Regions from separate parts of the Mus musculus genome. Here region 2 is linked to region 1. Evidence: chromatin contacts called from public Micro-C data. All regions are on one chromosome and are shown on one strand. The core of a region is the stretch at or near the end of the contact, and the rest is flanking DNA. Distances in the headings are between cores, read along the strand shown. Region 1 holds the start of Ptpdc1 (protein tyrosine phosphatase domain containing 1). Region 2 has its middle 47 kb from the start of Fam120aos.

Region 1 (4,187 bases), core at 182-2,681:
CTAGAAAGACATTTCTACTGAACTGTATGAGATAACAGGACTTCTAGTAGAGTTTGAAAACATGGACTCAGCAGAGGCTGGTAGATGCTTATCTGGATCCATCCCTCACTTTTTTGGCATGGGATTTCCTTAAGAACAGAAATGTGCCTAGTGAAGACATTTCTCAACTACATGAGGTCATGTTACTGAGTATGTAAGATCTATAATATGATTAAGTTGATGGGTAGGCTTCTAGTAAGATCTTTATTAAAATATTAAATAAGGACATGGTGGATGGTGCTCTGTCTACGATTTTGATCCATGACACAAATTGAAAGGAAACCTGATTTTTTAAGGGTGACATGGCAGAATGTCTGGATCCCTGGGTACAGCTTTAATGAGAAGAAATGCCTGTGAGTTTAGATCAGGATTCTGGAACCTGGAGTTTCTGTTACAAGAGGGCAGAGACCAGTCAGGTCTCTTAATGACAGGGTCCCTGTTCCTGTCCAGACCTGGAGTCACAAGAGGCTAAGATGCTGGCAAGGCTTTGACAAAGAAAGTCTAAGGATTGCAGGAGAACAGAAGGAAGAGACTCTGGTGTTATGGAAAACTGACCAAAGAAGAACCAAACACCACTCTGAGAGTTGGAGAATTCAGATTTATTAGGCTAGCCTACTCCACTGTGGAGAGACATAGTATTTATGGGTTTTTAGCTTTGGTCATCCAACTGCTACAGCACTGGTGTCTTTAAATTACTGCCTTAGTGAACATTTGCTGATGGTCTGTTTCAGAACAACCGAGGGGAAATTTCTACTTGAGTTAAAGTATGCTTACAGAACAAGTGGCAGTTGGGACTTTCGTTAGCAACACGGATCGTTGCTAACAGGTACAGTGGTTTCACCAGATACCTACAGGACCCATACTTATGACAGCACTTGGTCTTCATTTTCCCCCCTCTACATAATTCAACTTTCCCCTACTAGACCAACTCCAGAAATTCATATTTAAACTGTCATAGTGCAAGACAATATTGACTATTAAATATAATAGTTCAAGAATATTAGGGGGGAAATGAAGACATTCGATGCATAATATGGGCTTTTCTTCTTCTTTGGGCGCTGAGACGGAACACGTGGTTCCGTGAGCGAAGCTCCAGAGCAGTCCTCGCTCCTCCTGCGACTCTGCACCGGGGCTCGTGGGGAGTCGGTGCCCCCCACCCCCACCCCCATGCTGCAGGCTGGCAGCCGCGCCCTCTCATGGCCCTGAGGGTCCTCCGGGCTTTCCGCGCACACGCCGTCGGCTCAGCCCGCGACCACTCAAGCCCCAGCTCGGCTTCCCAGCGGCTCCCACATGTTCGAAAACCTTAGAAGCTGTCCGCCGCGTCACGGGCCGCCTCGAGTCTCCATTGGCTGGCGCGTATCACGTGCACCGAGCGGCTCCGGCTATTGGCTGTTGGGTCGGGCGCGCGCAAGGCCGCGGCGGCGACAGGGCGTCCTCGGCGGCCGGGCTGTGGAGTGGCCCGTGCGCGCGCCCGAGGGAGACGTTGTGTAGCGCGCCTGGCGGGGAGTCTCCCTGCTCAGAGGCGCGGCGGGAGGCCGGGCCTGCGGGCAGGCCAGCGCCGCGGAACCCGCCCGAGCAGCGCCCGGGGCCGGCCGGTCCTCTCCGCCCGCGCCTCCCGGCCCTAGACGTGAGACACCGACCCGTCGGCTCCAGGGCTCCGAAGCCGGAGAGCGAAGCGCGCCAAGAGGTTCGGAGTCCGCAGCCAGTTAGGCGCCCGCCGAGCGGTCCCCAGACGGTTGTCCTTACGCGGCGGGTTATCCAGGGAGGCGTTATTTGGAGGCGCATCCCTAGAGGCGGGGCGGGGGACCAGGGCCACCGGGCGCCCCTCTGTCTTGCTCAAGTGCTGCGACACTCGGATTTCTCGGGAGCAGTTGGAGGCTTGCTTGGGTGTTTTAGTTGAAATCTCTTGATTAGAAATATTGACAACTAGTTCTTCATTACAAATAAAGCAGACAAGACAGCCACAAGCAGGTATCAGGCTACCACTTTGGGATCCCTAATTCGGACCTCTTTCTGTCAGTAAACGAGTCACGTGACCTTGACCAAGTCACTTTTTCTCCTGACATGCATTCTCAACGTTGATAATGATGATGATGATGTCGATGTCCCTGCTCTGGGGTGTGTGTGTTTTCTTATATAATAAAGGGTTTGTGGCCTTTCAGAGGACCACACCATAGATACACCCTACCTGTGGTATTAAATTTTAATGGAAAAGAAAATTTAGTAAACAAAGGCCCAGGGAGGAGGGGGGTGGAGCTTGAGAAACAGTGCTTTAGGGAAATAGCTGATCAAATTATTCCAGCAAGGGTTGTCTATGCTAAAAACTGAACACAAGCTATCATTCATTGACTGCGAGCTGAAGGAGCCTGAGAAGCTGTTATCATGGCGGGCACTATTAACCTGTGTGAACATGTATATATCCACCTCCACCTCACCCTCCACCCCCACCCTGCACAGCATAAGCTTTCTTGAGTTTAACAACAAAGTGTCATTCCAGGTTGTTGTTTTGTTTTTGTCTTTCCCTCAGAAAGGAAGGCTTGGGTGATTTGCCACAATCAGAGCTGTTAGTGGAAAGAAATAAAATGTAAACACGCATGTATGACCTCAAACCACTCACTCATCACCATGTGGTTTCTTCCTGTTCAGTTGTAGCGAAACTTCTCGCTACCCAGGAATCCCACCTGTGGCTTTTTAAAAAGTGTGGATACCCAGGTCTTAGAGACAAACTGGGACCAGCATGAAATTTGCTTAAGACCTCATAGACGATTCCCATTTGGAAGTCCGTAGTCCGTCTTAGCAATAACTAATTGCTAACCGGATACCGGTGCCTTCACAGCATTGTGTCCTGGAGACCCAGATTCCCCATCTCAACAGTACTTCATGTCCTTTTAAGGGAGGTTGGGTTTTCATCAGAAAAAAATCCTTTGTTGGTGGAATCCAAGCGAATTGAGAGAACACTACTGAATCTCTCTCTCTCTTTTTATATGATCTTCCTTGACCACTACTGAATACACTTTTTTTTTTAAATCCCAGCAGTCGGGAGGCAGAGGCAGGCGGATTTCTGAGTTAGAGGCCAGCCTGGTCTACAAAGTGAATTCCAGGACAGCCAGAGCTATACAGAAAAACCCTGTCTCGAAACCACCCCCCCCCCAAAAAAAGTCATATGAAGAAAAGTAAGAATCACAATTTACCTGTAGTATCACCAGTTTAACAAAATGATGTTTGTGGTCTTTACCATGCTGTATCATGATTAGTGATGCCCCCCTGATGTCACATAAATTTAGAACATTCTCACAGGCAGAATTATTCCATATATAGGGGAGAAAAAAAATCTAAAAATTATTCTGAATATAAATTTCAAATCACTGTTCTCTTAAAAGAACATTTCAAACCCCCTTTTTTTCCAAACCAAAACCTGCCCCCAAGGGTTTTTTCCACCCAGAAGAACTTTGGAGAGTGAGGGAGTATGAAAATACATCCATTGAAATCTTTTCTAAGAATCATCTTTGTTAGTGAATATTTCTGCCATTTCTCATATCCCCTCGGCTTCAATCAAAATATGTATGTTTATGATTCCTGTTCTTAAAATGATTTAAGTAGAAAAACTAACCGGCTCTTTGTTGGTATTAACTAGACAATGTGATGCATTGACTATATTAGAGATAAAGCTAGTATTTTATTTGTCTGGATTTAAGGAAAGACTGGAGCTCTAATCCCAACTGTGACACTTTGTAGTTATGACCTTGGAGCAGTGGCTTTCTCTCTCATGTTTACCTCATCATTAGACGGGAACAGTGCCTTCAGAGCTGTGGCATTCATTTAAACAGCACATTACAGCCCCAGTAGAGTGCTAACCTAAATTATCTTTTTGCTAACATTATTTCTTTCACCCTCTAGGGCATATTCACAATTCTAATCCCTCTGTAATATGTAAGATTTTTTATTTACAAAAAAGATATATTTATAGAGGATTTACTATAAGTGAGATACTAAAAACTCCTTTAAAAAGAATGGGTCATTTTTAACAGATTCTGAGAAAACTAAAGGCAAAATGACCATCTAGAGTTTCCCATGACCACAATCATATCTTTAGTGTCTCTGTAAATATTTATGAACACTTATGTTTCAGGCCTTTGATACTGGTGATA
Region 2 (4,162 bases), core at 563-3,062, 390 kb before region 1:
GTCTGTTCATAGCTGTAAAACCCTAACTAAGACGGTATAGTAAAAAGAAATCTTATTTATAGACATTATGTTTTCAGGCCAATTATAGATCCTCAAACTTTTTTTTTTTCTGGTGGGAGAAAAAAAATAATTCTATGCTTAAAGTATATAAATTAGGGGCTGGAGAGATGGCTCTGCGGTTAAGAGCACTGACTGCTCTTCCAGAGGTCCTGAGTTCAAATCCCAGGAACCACATGGTGGCTCACAACCACCCGTAATGAAATCTGATGCCCTCTTCTGGTGTGTCTGAAGACAGCTACAGTGTACTTACATATAATAATAAATAAATCATTTATTTAAAAAGTATAAAAATTAGCTGAGAAATTAGCTAAGCATGTTCATGCTTTTAATCCCAGCTCTCAGGAGGCACAGGTAGCCAGATTTCTGTGAGTTCAGGGCTACATAGTGAGACTGTCTCAAAAAAAAAAAAAAAAAAAAAAAAGGAAAAGAAGAAAGGATAATATTAAAGATAGGTTAATTTAAAAGATAGGTTTTTAGAGTTGAACTAAATGATTATTCATTTTAATGTATACAAGAAGACTCATTCATGAGTTAGCCTCTGCTCCCTTTCTTATTTGTTGCCCCAAATGCAAGCTGTGTAGCTGACACGTGACTTCACAGTTGGTGGCACTTGGAAAAATAAGCCAAGCCTGCTGAGCGATCCAGGCATGACAGCTTCAAGCTGTAAACCATGTATATCCCAGACACAAGAGAACCAGGGCTGCCTCAGGCTCTGAGCTTGCTGACTGAGAGGCCCTCAAGGGTGGTGGGCAGGGAGGGGACTCATGGGTTGAGGCTGCGGGCATCACTAATGCAGCGGCTGGCGTATCCCCAGAAGCGGGGGCAGGGCAGGCACCAAGACTAAGCTGGCCTGGAAACTGGCCCACCAGATGGAAAGCGCGCGTCACACCGCGCCTCTCCCGGACTAAAGGCTCTTTATTCACAAGACAGCCTGGCACTAGGAACACCGTATTCATTTTCTTGTAGCTGCCCCGTCACACGTGCCAAGAGAGAATTCATGTCTCACAGCACGCAGACTGCCATGTCTTCGTGTTTAATTTTCTTCCAAATTCCCTCGCCTCCTGTATCTGGACAGCCAGGAGAGCCCCTGGAGGCGATGCTTTAAGAACGTGCACTTGACAGAGAGACACATTTCCCCTTCGCGTATGAAGGTAGAGTGCTTTGCGTCCTTCCTCTTCAAAGCGGAGATCCATTTCTACAGTGTGCTGTGCCAGCAAAAGCCGCGCTTTTAATACAACGAAATCCCTCCCTCCCCCCCAAAAGCACTCTGAGCTCTGGAAAAAGGAATGATTCTACCACCAGTGAGCCACACAGGCACCGTGTGTTTCACACAGAAGGCTCCAAGGCCTGCAGCACAAATACCACCTCCTTGAGCGTTTCCAGTTAAGGACTCGAACAACTCGAACCCTACGGGCCTCAGCTGCAAAAAAAAAAAAAAAAAAAAAAAAGCAACTGTCTGGGCTGGAGATACAGTTCACCAGTTAGGATGCTTTGCTGTTCTTGTAGTTCTGGGTTTGGGTCCCTGGCATCCACATCTGTAACACACAGCCAATGAACACAAGCACGCACGGAGCCCAGACACAGAGGAACACGTACGTACACAAACAAAAGAATTATTAAAATGACCAACAACATGTGGATGAACAGTGAGAAGATTTCAAGCAGAATAATTTGCATGTAGCTCACAGCTGCTACGTGCAGTACGGTCTGCGGGAAGCCCGGTCCATCCCAGGCAGTGGAACCTCCTGGTGGTGGAGTTTAGAGGGAGAAAGTTAGGTCGTTGAGGGGCGGGCCTTTGAAGGGGATGTTGAGACACTCCTGCACCTCCCCCACTCTCTCCTCAGCTGCCAGAAGGTGAACAGGCCTCCTCTGTGTTACCGGCTAGAGGTCTCGATCAGGTTCATTTTCTATACCAGTTAAAAAACTAGCCGGAAGGAAAAGTGTTAGCGTTTTGTCTAAGCTCCGCCCCACAGTTATCTGGCAACAGCCAGGTGTGCCTGACTCACTATAAAAGGGGCTGCTTGCCCTCTCCTCTCTTTCTTGCTCATGTCTTCTTGCTCCCACTCTGTCCTTTCCCCTTTCCCCTCTCTCCATTCTCTTACCTACCCTTTCTCTCCACGTGCTCATGGCCCGCCTCTTCTCCTCTCCTCCCCTCCCTTCTCCTTCCTTCCTTCCTTCCTTCTCCTCTCCTCCCCTCTCCTCTTTTCTCTTCTCTCTCTCTCTCTCTCTCTCTCTCTCCCCCTCCCTCTCTCCCTCCCTCCCCTTCCCCTCCCTGTCTCTCTCCGTCTGTCTGTCTTTCTCTGTCTCTACTACCCTCTCAACTCCCCTCCCCATGCCCTGAATAAACTCTATACTATACCTTGGTGTGGCTGGTCCCTCAGGGGGAAGGGATGCCTCAGCATGGGTCTGCAGAGGCACCCCCTTCCCCCACACCTGACTACACCTCTCCAAAACATATTCCTTCTCTCTTTATCTTTTTATAAACACAATAGAAAGACCTCAAGTGCAGCAGGTAGCAATGGGGGAAACCTCGGGCACAGCAGAAAGAAGAGGCTCTGCAAAGCGGGGGTGGGGGGTGGGGGTGGGGGCTAGCTTGGGAAGCAGAAGTCCAGTGTCCCGGTGAGGGCTGTGCTTTTCAGGGTCTTCCCTCCCAATTTGGGGTTGGACAAAGACAGGGAGGCTGATAGGCCCACCAGTTTAGGGTAAACACATCCTGGTCTAGCCTTGGACTTGTCAGACCAGTCCACATGGTGGATGGGCAGGGGGCCCTACTAGCAGGGAAAAGCTCTCCAGGCCTTTGTTTGAATCTGCCAGGCTCTTGCCATAGGTCAGGAAGTTGAAGAAGGAGCCTGCCATATTGGAAGCCCACTGTTTTTATTAACTAGTCATGGCCTCTTTTCCTGTCTGTCTGTCTGTCAGGGAATCTGCCTAACTCCAGGGTCTTCAGCCTTCACACATGTCCAAAACCAGCAAAGCCAATCGACTATGAACTGAATCCCTAAAACCACAGGCCCAAATTATCTTTTTTAAGTTCTTTAACCCATGCATTTTTTTGTCACAGCAACAGGAAGTTAACACGCTATTCCCAAAGAGTTAGGTGAACATAAGAAATACTTTTACTTACTTCATTTTAAATTTTTTGATAAAATTTGTAAACCCATAATTTTTAAAAGCCTGGCACACCCCTAAATACAAGAAAAGAGACTGAAAACTTAATGCACAACATAATCAGGTTTCTCAAAATACAAAGAGAAGATGTGAAACATCCCCCCCCACCCCCCCCATGAGAGTTCAAGCCCGCAGGAGCATTCACAACCACAGACTTTCCAAAGACAAAATGTAAGCAAGCAGGGAAGGGACAGCAGCTCAAGCAGCGAAGGGTTACACTGTCAACGCAGGAGTCAACGCTGAGAGCAAGTGTTGTTCAGGAACCAAGGGGTGAGCCTGCTCTGGTGGCACAGGTATGTGACCCCAGTGGACAGGAGGGTGACCCCAGCGGACAGGAGGACCAGGTGTTCCAGACCAGCCTGGGCTATACAGTGAGTCTTCTCTGGAAAGCAAGGACTGAGGCTGGTTGGAGTTCATTGAGAGTATTTGCCCAGCCCCAAACTGGATCCTCCGGCACTCTAAGAAACAGAATAACAAAAGAACAAAGGTAGGACTTCCTGTTTCGGGTCACCACTCTTTACTAACAAGTAGTGGGGAAAGTAGTTTCTTTTGTATCCACTTCAATGGAGGTTGCAAGGCAAGTGAGTATGGGAGAGGGCAGACACAGCACACAGGAGCTAAGGCTCGTCATCACATTGGAATGGCCACCTGTAAGGAAACCAGACAGTCACTGGCTTTCTGGAATGTGTCACTGTGGGTGAGTTGAGAATGGCAGCTTTGTGGACCCACACTTGAAGCCATCTCCCTGCTGGGACACTGTAGTGTCTCATTGTAAATCTCAGAAGGGGGAAAAATCCTCAAGCAGAAAAGAGGAAGGGAGCCATTGAAAACTATGGCAGGGTCTGTTCTTAACAAGCTAGGCTCAGGAGCCACTCTAAACCACATGGTGGCTTGCCAAGAATAGAGGCCGCTCATGAAACTGTCTTTGCTACAA

Evidence for each region. Hi-C and Micro-C count contacts between places; a contact is called where the count stands out from the background.
Region 2: a contact with region 1 is called in a Micro-C map of embryonic stem cells, with 2.0 times the contacts expected there. The contact joins the enhancer-like site here to the promoter of Ptpdc1 in region 1. A contact is called at or near these places in 2 of 39 promoter capture datasets (liver and stem cell-derived epiblast-like cells), 1 of 484 Hi-C or Micro-C datasets (embryonic stem cells) and 3 of 115 datasets of contacts at active chromatin or transcription factors (embryonic stem cells and epiblast stem cells).

Annotation. Positions count from the first base shown.
Region 1 is chr13:48,622,916-48,627,102 of GRCm38.p6, reverse strand. Ptpdc1 (protein tyrosine phosphatase domain containing 1) reads left to right here and starts at 1,431. Exons shown (of 10, transcript NM_207232.2): 1 at 1,431-1,726.
Region 2 is chr13:49,013,226-49,017,387 of GRCm38.p6, reverse strand. No RefSeq gene overlaps it. Among named protein-coding and RNA genes, the nearest start is that of Fam120aos, 47 kb to the right of the region's middle. Within about 2 kb of position 1,812, at least 145 of the 459 cell types and tissues checked have an H3K27ac peak or open chromatin away from gene starts, as enhancers often do. A contact at or near this core is called in embryonic stem cells, epiblast stem cells and stem cell-derived epiblast-like cells, where this site is marked.